Regions from separate parts of the Sus scrofa genome. Here region 2 is linked to region 1. Evidence: chromatin contacts called from public Hi-C data. All regions are on one chromosome and are shown on one strand. Each heading gives the region's core, a stretch centred on a gene start, on an enhancer-like site or on the middle of the called end of the contact. The rest is flanking DNA. Distances are from core to core; before and after follow the strand shown.

Region 1 (3,810 bases), core at 1,280-3,779:
TGACCCACCTGAATCCCCCTCACACCCCACTGTTAGCTATAGGGTCACACCCTCCTGCCAGGAATGCAGTCTTATTCTGGGGCAGGAGGTGGGGGGCAGAGATAAGAGCTGAGGTTCTGGTACCTTTGGAGGAGAAGAGAAAAGGCATTGAAAAGAGGGCAGTGAAAAAATCCTAACTCTGTGCGGCACTGGGCCTCACCCCCCCAGACTGTGTCTCCTTCAGTAAAGCTCCCCCTGCCCTCTTTTAAAGCCTGTGGCATAATCTTAGACTGTTCTCACAGCCATTTGGAGAACCGGTTCTGTTCATGGCCACCTTTTGCCACTTTCTCTTCTGTTCCCAGAGAGACTTGAATCAAGGTGGGAAAGTGGGAAGGACAGGGCTTGCACCTCAGAGACATGTTTCCTCCCCGAGGAAACATAATAGTCCAACATCTTGTCAAGACACAGTGTCAGCCAGGGAGACCTTTCCTTAGGGAACTGGGTCTCCATTTGCCCCCATGGCTGCATCGTGGCACCTCTGCCTCTGCCTCCCCAGCTGCCTTATGTAATTGGCACGCCCCTTTCCTGCCAGGCTTTATGCCTTTGATGAGGAAGCACCATGTCCTATTCACCTTTGTAACACTGGCATCTGACACTTTGAAGCAAAGCAATGATGAGTGAACCACTGAGTTGTCATGAGTGTTATACCTAACTCTCAAACAGTCTAAATAAAGCACATTTAATTTTCTACCTGAGCCGTTGTAGTTGAGGGGTTTGGTTCCAGGGGCCTTTGCTGAGAGGCATATCAGGATGATTTTTGAGCTACTGTCGCATCAGATCAAGTTGGAGCCTTAAGGGTGCTTAATGCAGAGGTAACTAGTGAGATGTGTTTGCAAAAGAATCTGCCCTCTTCCTTTTCTCTTCCTGCACATCTTACCAACTAGAAAACCTCTCTTCCATTGAACTGATGGTCATGGCTTAGAAAACAGACTTCAAAATGAGAGAATTTTAAAATGAAAATAAAATGTTCTGTTCTGAAAGTGATGGTATTGTATAGTCTTGAAAACAAGAGAACTTTTCATGCAGCTGTCCTAAAGACCTGGCCCCTGGAACTGAGAAAAGAAAATCCTTAAGTGCCTGAGTACACAGAGGACATTGTCTATTTTGGCTCATCCGAGTGCAGATTTTTTTCTTGCAACTAGGAAACGACATGAAGTGGGGATTGAGAATATGCGCTGGAGGAAGGGAAACGGCAGGAAAATGGGAGCAGATTACTGAGGGGAAAGTTTTCTTCTTTCCCAGATTTTATTACACCCTTGACAGCAATTCGAAGTTAATCATGGAAACTACTGCCCCTTAGATCGAAAAGGCGAACCCCTGGGGATAGTAATGACCTTGGGCTCGCAGCTGCTGCTCATTTTTCAATTTCCAGGCCTATCAAATCCCCTAGCAAACTTTGTCTCCTGTGTGCATGGCAGGGTTGGCTTTGTAGGTGGATGGATCTGGATGTGGCCACTGGCCTCAGAACCCCATTTCCTGACGGATGGGTTCTTCCTGTGACCACCTGGCCCCATTGCACTGATCGTTGGGAAAGCAGTTCCCCCGTGAGCTTCATTCCAATAGCGTGGGTTCCTTTTATTACTTAGCAGTGGGGTGGCTGAGTGGGAAAGTCATCTTAACTCTTTGGAGAATCCCACAGGCTTATAGATCTGCCTTACTTTAAAATGGCTTGACTAAGGATTTTCTTGATGTGAGCTTCTCAGACTCTTAATGCTCTACTGTGCCTTTGATCTGAAACTGATTGTTGGGCGCACTGTCATAAAAGAAATAAGAGAATACAAAAACCTAGGCATGAGAAGGACACGAGTTTGCCTCTCTCCAGAGAAGGTGATCCCCTACAGGACAGGTTTCCCTCTCTCAGAACGAAACCCATGGTGGCCGTCCTTAACACCAAGAACAGACTGTTTTCCTTGGACCATCTCTTTTGTGGCCTTTTCAAATCTGGCTTGTCACCAGCAAGACCAACCACATCCATTTCTCAGGCCAAGGGAAAGCTCCACCCCTGTGGCTCCTTCAGACTTTCCATCTTTCAAGATTAGAACCTATGGCATCACCAATGTTCTCACACATAGTGAAGCCGTAGAATAAGGGCCCATGAAGGCCAACAGAAACAGACACATGAGTTGGTGAAAAGCAGGCTTTCTGTGTAAAAGTACACAGCATTGTGGAGGCAAACAGGACTGGGAACTGAAGATGGGGCCAGGCTTTTCTCGGCCAAGTGGCTCTTTTCCATCCACTAGGGCCCTGAGTCCCAGCCGTGGCTCTCTGCTTATCAAGCTCTGTGTTCATTTCTCAAACCGCTCTGAGTCCTTTGGTTGAAAACCCATTTCCAGAGCCAAAGTGAAAACTGCAAAAAATATTTCTAGGGCTAAAAGAACGGGAAAGAAATTAATTGGAATGGTGCCTAATTGAGTAATCTGGGGGAGAGCAAGAGATGGATGTCACGGCCTTTGTTGAAAGTCCACACAACTCTATACAAGTGACTGGGCTGGTTGGTCAGCCATGGGGTTGTTGTGTGTAGCAATCCACCGTCTCGTTTTTTAACTTTTATGAAAGGCCCCAAAAAAGGGTTCTGTTGGTGGGGCTGGGGGTATTTTCAAATAGGAAATGTTTGTGGTTCTTATCTTTAAAGGTAATTCCCTATTTAGTTCCAATCACAACATACTCTTTTGTTTAAGTGAGGTTTTTCCCAGTCTCCAGCCAGAAACTGCATCTGTTAACAATCTTTTGGATTTTAAACTGAAGCTTTTTAAACAATGCACCATCTGACCACGAAAGGCATCTGGCCGTGCCGTATTTGCTTATTGTTAACATGATTTTTAAACCCTGGGAAAAGTAAGGGGGAGAAGCTAAGATGGCATACATGTTGTGTTATGGCAACAGCAATCCTGTCAGTGCAGGCAGAAATCTTCTTTAATCAGACTTCTTCACAGGAGCAGTTGCACTAGTTGTGTCACTTAACCAGTCCTTACAAGGGTCCAGGAAATACTTGTCCCCCCTCCTTGAGCCTAAGAGTTGATAAAGTAAGTGAATAGGGTTAGATGCAGTTGGCTATAGTAATATCAGATATTTGAAGCAGCAAAGATCAGAATTTGATAACTGCCCCTGATTTTTCCTCCTTCCATTTCTGATCCCTAAGTCAAGACTTAAGTAAATGGCTCTGGATTCTCCATATTCCATTTCGATGTCTTTCGAGGTCTACTTTGGAGAAGGCAAGCTTTTACTCTGCTGCTGAGTTTATGTTTGACTCTAGTTTAATTAAAGAATCTTGTCTAACCTGGCTGCAGTTGAGCCGTTAAGCTTTGTGGGATCTGGTGCTTGGTATGTTCCAAAGACATTTAGGAAAACTGGCTGAAAACCCTCCTGATGCTTTTTATTCACTCCCTGTACTGGGTCACATCCCCACACCACTCCACAAGAAGGAATTCTCCTTTCACCACACACACAAAATGAATGGTCCTCAGTATCTTTCAGACCCCGGAGAGTTGAGGCCCTCCTGTGTTTAGAGCATGAGGAGGCAGTGGTTTGATCAGAACACAGAGTGAAAGGAACATATGCTAAAGTAGTAGAAGTGTAGACGAAAGGAACCATTGGTCTTCTCCATAACCGTAAGGCAAACAAGCTGGTAGACGACAAAGGGGATGAGGGTACGTTAATCCTCTGGTTGTTCCAGTCTCCTGATGAAAAGCTGCAGTGGGTAGGCTGGGACCAGAAGCAATGGCTGTGTGTTCGACCTGGAAGGTTTAAGAAGGAAGAGAAGCAGGTCTGCTT
Region 2 (3,545 bases), core at 180-2,679, 110 kb after region 1:
ATTCAAGTTCAAGGGAGATACAGAGTTTACAGGACTGATGTCCAAGGCACCAGTTTTAACCTCAGGCAAAGTAGGTGGTTACCCACTTCTTTGGGCTGAATTACAACCCTTCAAAATTCTTATGTGCAAGTCCCCACCCCAAATACCTCCAAATGTGACTGTATTTGGAGACATGGTCTTTAAAGAGGAAGTTAAGGTTAAATGAGGTCCCGGGGGGTGGGCCCTAACCCAGTAAGACTGGTAAGAAGAGGGGATTAGGATGAGGATTCACCCGGGAAAGGCCCTGTGAAGACAGAAGGAGAAGACAGCTGCCTAGAAGCCAAGGAGAGGCCCTGGGATGAAACCAACCCTGCAGTGCTTGGACTCAGTCTAGCCTCCAGAATGAGAAGGAACAAAGTACACTGTTGTCACTTAAGCCACCCAGCCTGCAGCACTTTGTCACAGCCACCCCAGAAAACTAAACTGCTGCCTAGAATACTCCCATGAGAGGTAGTCAGTTTTGGCTATTCAGTTTAACAATCCTTTAGCATAACACGTACACACACACACACACACACACAGAGCTCTTGCTGGGCCAAGCAGCTGGTTTAGTCACCCCTCTTCTCAGGCTGCCTATCAGAATCTCAATCTGGTGGAATTTAACAAACATTTATTAAGTACTAACTATATACCAGACATGCTAAGTGATAAAGCATTAAAAATATAGACGTAATCCTTGAGACTCTGACTGTCTGGGGCTGGAGAACCAGGACTGTGTTGGGGGTGGGGGGCTTGGGGAGGACAGAGGTGGAGCTGACGAGTTGTGCTTGAGGGAGCTGGGCAGGCTCTGCAGAGAAGGTGAGTTTGAAAGGATGAGTAGGAGGGAAATTCTGACTCAAGGGAATGGTATGTGCCCAGACACAGAAAGATCAGATCAAGGACATTTGGAAATGACGAGAACCTCAGAGGGACTTGAGCGTAAGTTTGTTGGGAGAAACTCAAGTGGACACAGGCACCCTCCTCTGGATGGTGAACAAGACAGAACCATGCTGCTCTGTGGACAATGGCCTGGGGTCCTCCAGACTCTCCAGACTTTCGGCGTCTCTGATGCAAGCAGAGGGTCCCTGCCAACTCCCTTCACGTGCGCTGGCTTTGAAAGCACAGGGAGCCCAGCACTGGAGCCAAAGCCCCGCCTCACCCTGCCGCCTTCCCCTCTTCCCAGGCTCAGCTTTCCCCCTCTGCAGAGCTGGAAAAGGACCAAGGCAGAGGTGAAGTCTAAGGGAGCCCCTAACATCTGCTCAGGAGAACTTAATATCTTTATTGCCATCTGCGTGTCCAAGGCTCATTCTGCTTGTCAGAAATCCTGATGCCGTTCCGACTCCTGTCTGTGTGGTCACCCCAGAATCTGTGTGTTTTGGCGAATAACTGATATTCTTCCTATTTATAGACTATTTCCCATGTTCTTCACTTAGAGGGTTTCCATAGTCCAATGTTCTGTCAAGTCTCAGCTGGCTGGGAGTACGTAATAGTCATTAAGATCACTGCTGCTTGCTTTCTTCCTTTTTTTAAAAAAATAGTTTCCATGTATAGCTCAGTTGCTAAACACTCTTAGATAAGTTTAAAACTGTTTGTGTTAAAACAAGTATATCTATCTGGATAAAAATGCTCATTTGTGTTACTTGCCTTTTAAAATTATTCCTAAAGCTAAAAATAAAAGTTCCCCAGGATCCAAATGATAAAATATTCATTTTTGCCTTTTCGAGATATAGAAGATGAAAAAGCATTTTTGAAAAAGTATTTCCTGACTGATAGAAACAAAAGCATAATCCTTGCTCCAAGTAAAATGTCCCAGAGCACGGCACAAAGAACCAAACACTTTTTTCCCTTTCATCTCTTCTACTTCCTTATAATCTGTTTACAGAAGTTTGATAGGTGCCTATTGAAATGTTGAATTTCTTTTTTTTATTACAGAGTTTTAAATGGTTGACTAGCATGTGTGGTCATCCCATGATAATCCTTGAAATCATTTTGGCAGCCTTTTAAAATAACAGATTTGTTGAGATATAATTCAATCATTTGCAGTGTACAATTCAACGGCTTAAGTATATTCACAAAACTGTGCAACCATAACCACCATCAATTTTAGAATATTTTAATTCCTCCAAAAAGAATCCCTACACCCTTTAGCAATCACTCCCTAACTCCCCCATTCCTCTCCCTTCCAGTGCTAGGCAACCACTATGCAACTCTGTGTCTATGGATTTTCCTATTCTGGACATTTCATATAAATGCAATTACACATCATATGGTCTTTTGTGACTGGCTTCTTTCACTTACAAGTTTTCAGAGTTCATCCATGTTATAGTGTATATCAGAATTTTATTCCTTTTTATTCCTGAATAATACTTAATTGTATAGATACTGCTATATTTTGTTTATCCCTTCATCAATTGATAGGCATTGGATTGTTTCCACCTTAAGGGGCAAATTATGAATAATGCTGCACAAGTTTCTGTGTGTGCATGTGCATTTTCACATATTTGCTATGGAGTGGAATGGCTAGGTCTTATCATTTTGACTGCTTTTCAATGTTGAACACCCTCAGATTTCGTAACTGATAAACAGAGGGTTACTTAATATTAGTTAATATTACAACCACATACATAGAAGAGAGTCCATTGTGTGGCCCATATCACTACGTAATTCTCTGGCCAAAACATGAACTGGGTAATAAGTCACCTCTGACTTAGAGAAGAGTCAGCTGGTCAACAACTGTTTCCACTAATTATCTACGAAAGCATCTATGTTTTTCAGAAGTACAAACCAAGTAACGTCAAAAGCCAACCTTTCAGTAAGATGTCCTTTCTTCCTTTGTGTCATTTTTAATTGCTTAGTTGCTAGACAGAGCACTGTGATCCTAAACAAGGCACAGGGACTGGAATGTGGGGACTTCTTGCCATTATTTTGCAAACACTAGTTTGCATCTTTCCTGTTCATTTATAGGACAATTCGTTTCAACAGCAAGCCTCTGAAATACACCAGGCTGTGTGTTCAAAGTGTGACTAAAATGGCCACTGTCCCCATGAAACCCTCAGGCCAGTGATGAGGAGAAGACTGGTTAAGCTCGCCACTCACGAATGCCAGGCATGTACCAGTGAGTGGCCATTTAGATGAAGGACAAAACACTACTAGTTGGGAATGTCAGGAGAGACTCCAAGGAAGAAGTAGCATTTGATATCCATCTTGGAGGATAAGATTTTGATATATAAATGTATGGAGAGAAGACATCACTGAATTGCACATGAAAGAAAACACATGAGTAAAGGCAGATAAGCAAGAAAGCATAGTGTCTATTTGGAGAGATCAGATTTAAATTTTCCCAGTGCTGCTTGCTAACCATAATACTTTGGACAAGTTATCTGAATTCTCCAAAGCTCAATCTCTTCCACTGTCATAAGGGCAAAATAATATCGTCATAGACTATGTGGATTAAATGATCTATCTTGGAAACACAAACAAATAGAAAAGACAAACGAAAGAATGAAAAAAAATATTCACAAATGAAG

The links. Hi-C and Micro-C count contacts between places; a contact is called where the count stands out from the background.
Region 2: a Hi-C map of liver shows a contact between it and region 1, with 1.5 times the contacts expected there. The contact joins two enhancer-like sites. A contact is called at or near these places in 3 of 47 Hi-C or Micro-C datasets (heart right ventricle, liver and skeletal muscle) and 1 of 2 datasets of contacts at active chromatin or transcription factors (skeletal muscle).

The regions. Positions count from the first base shown.
Region 1 is chr1:188,429,397-188,433,206 of Sscrofa11.1, forward strand. The region is part of intron 3 of DAAM1 (disheveled-associated activator of morphogenesis 1); the gene reads left to right. Among named protein-coding and RNA genes, the nearest start is that of DAAM1, 96 kb to the left of the region's middle. Within about 2 kb of position 2,530, at least 14 of the 83 cell types and tissues checked have an H3K27ac peak or open chromatin away from gene starts, as enhancers often do. A contact at or near this core is called in liver and skeletal muscle, where this site is marked.
Region 2 is chr1:188,541,287-188,544,831 of Sscrofa11.1, forward strand. All of the region lies in intron 2 of LOC102167425 (a long non-coding RNA gene), which reads right to left. Among named protein-coding and RNA genes, the nearest start is that of GPR135, 39 kb to the right of the region's middle. Within about 2 kb of position 1,430, at least 26 of the 83 cell types and tissues checked have an H3K27ac peak or open chromatin away from gene starts, as enhancers often do. A contact at or near this core is called in liver and skeletal muscle, where this site is marked.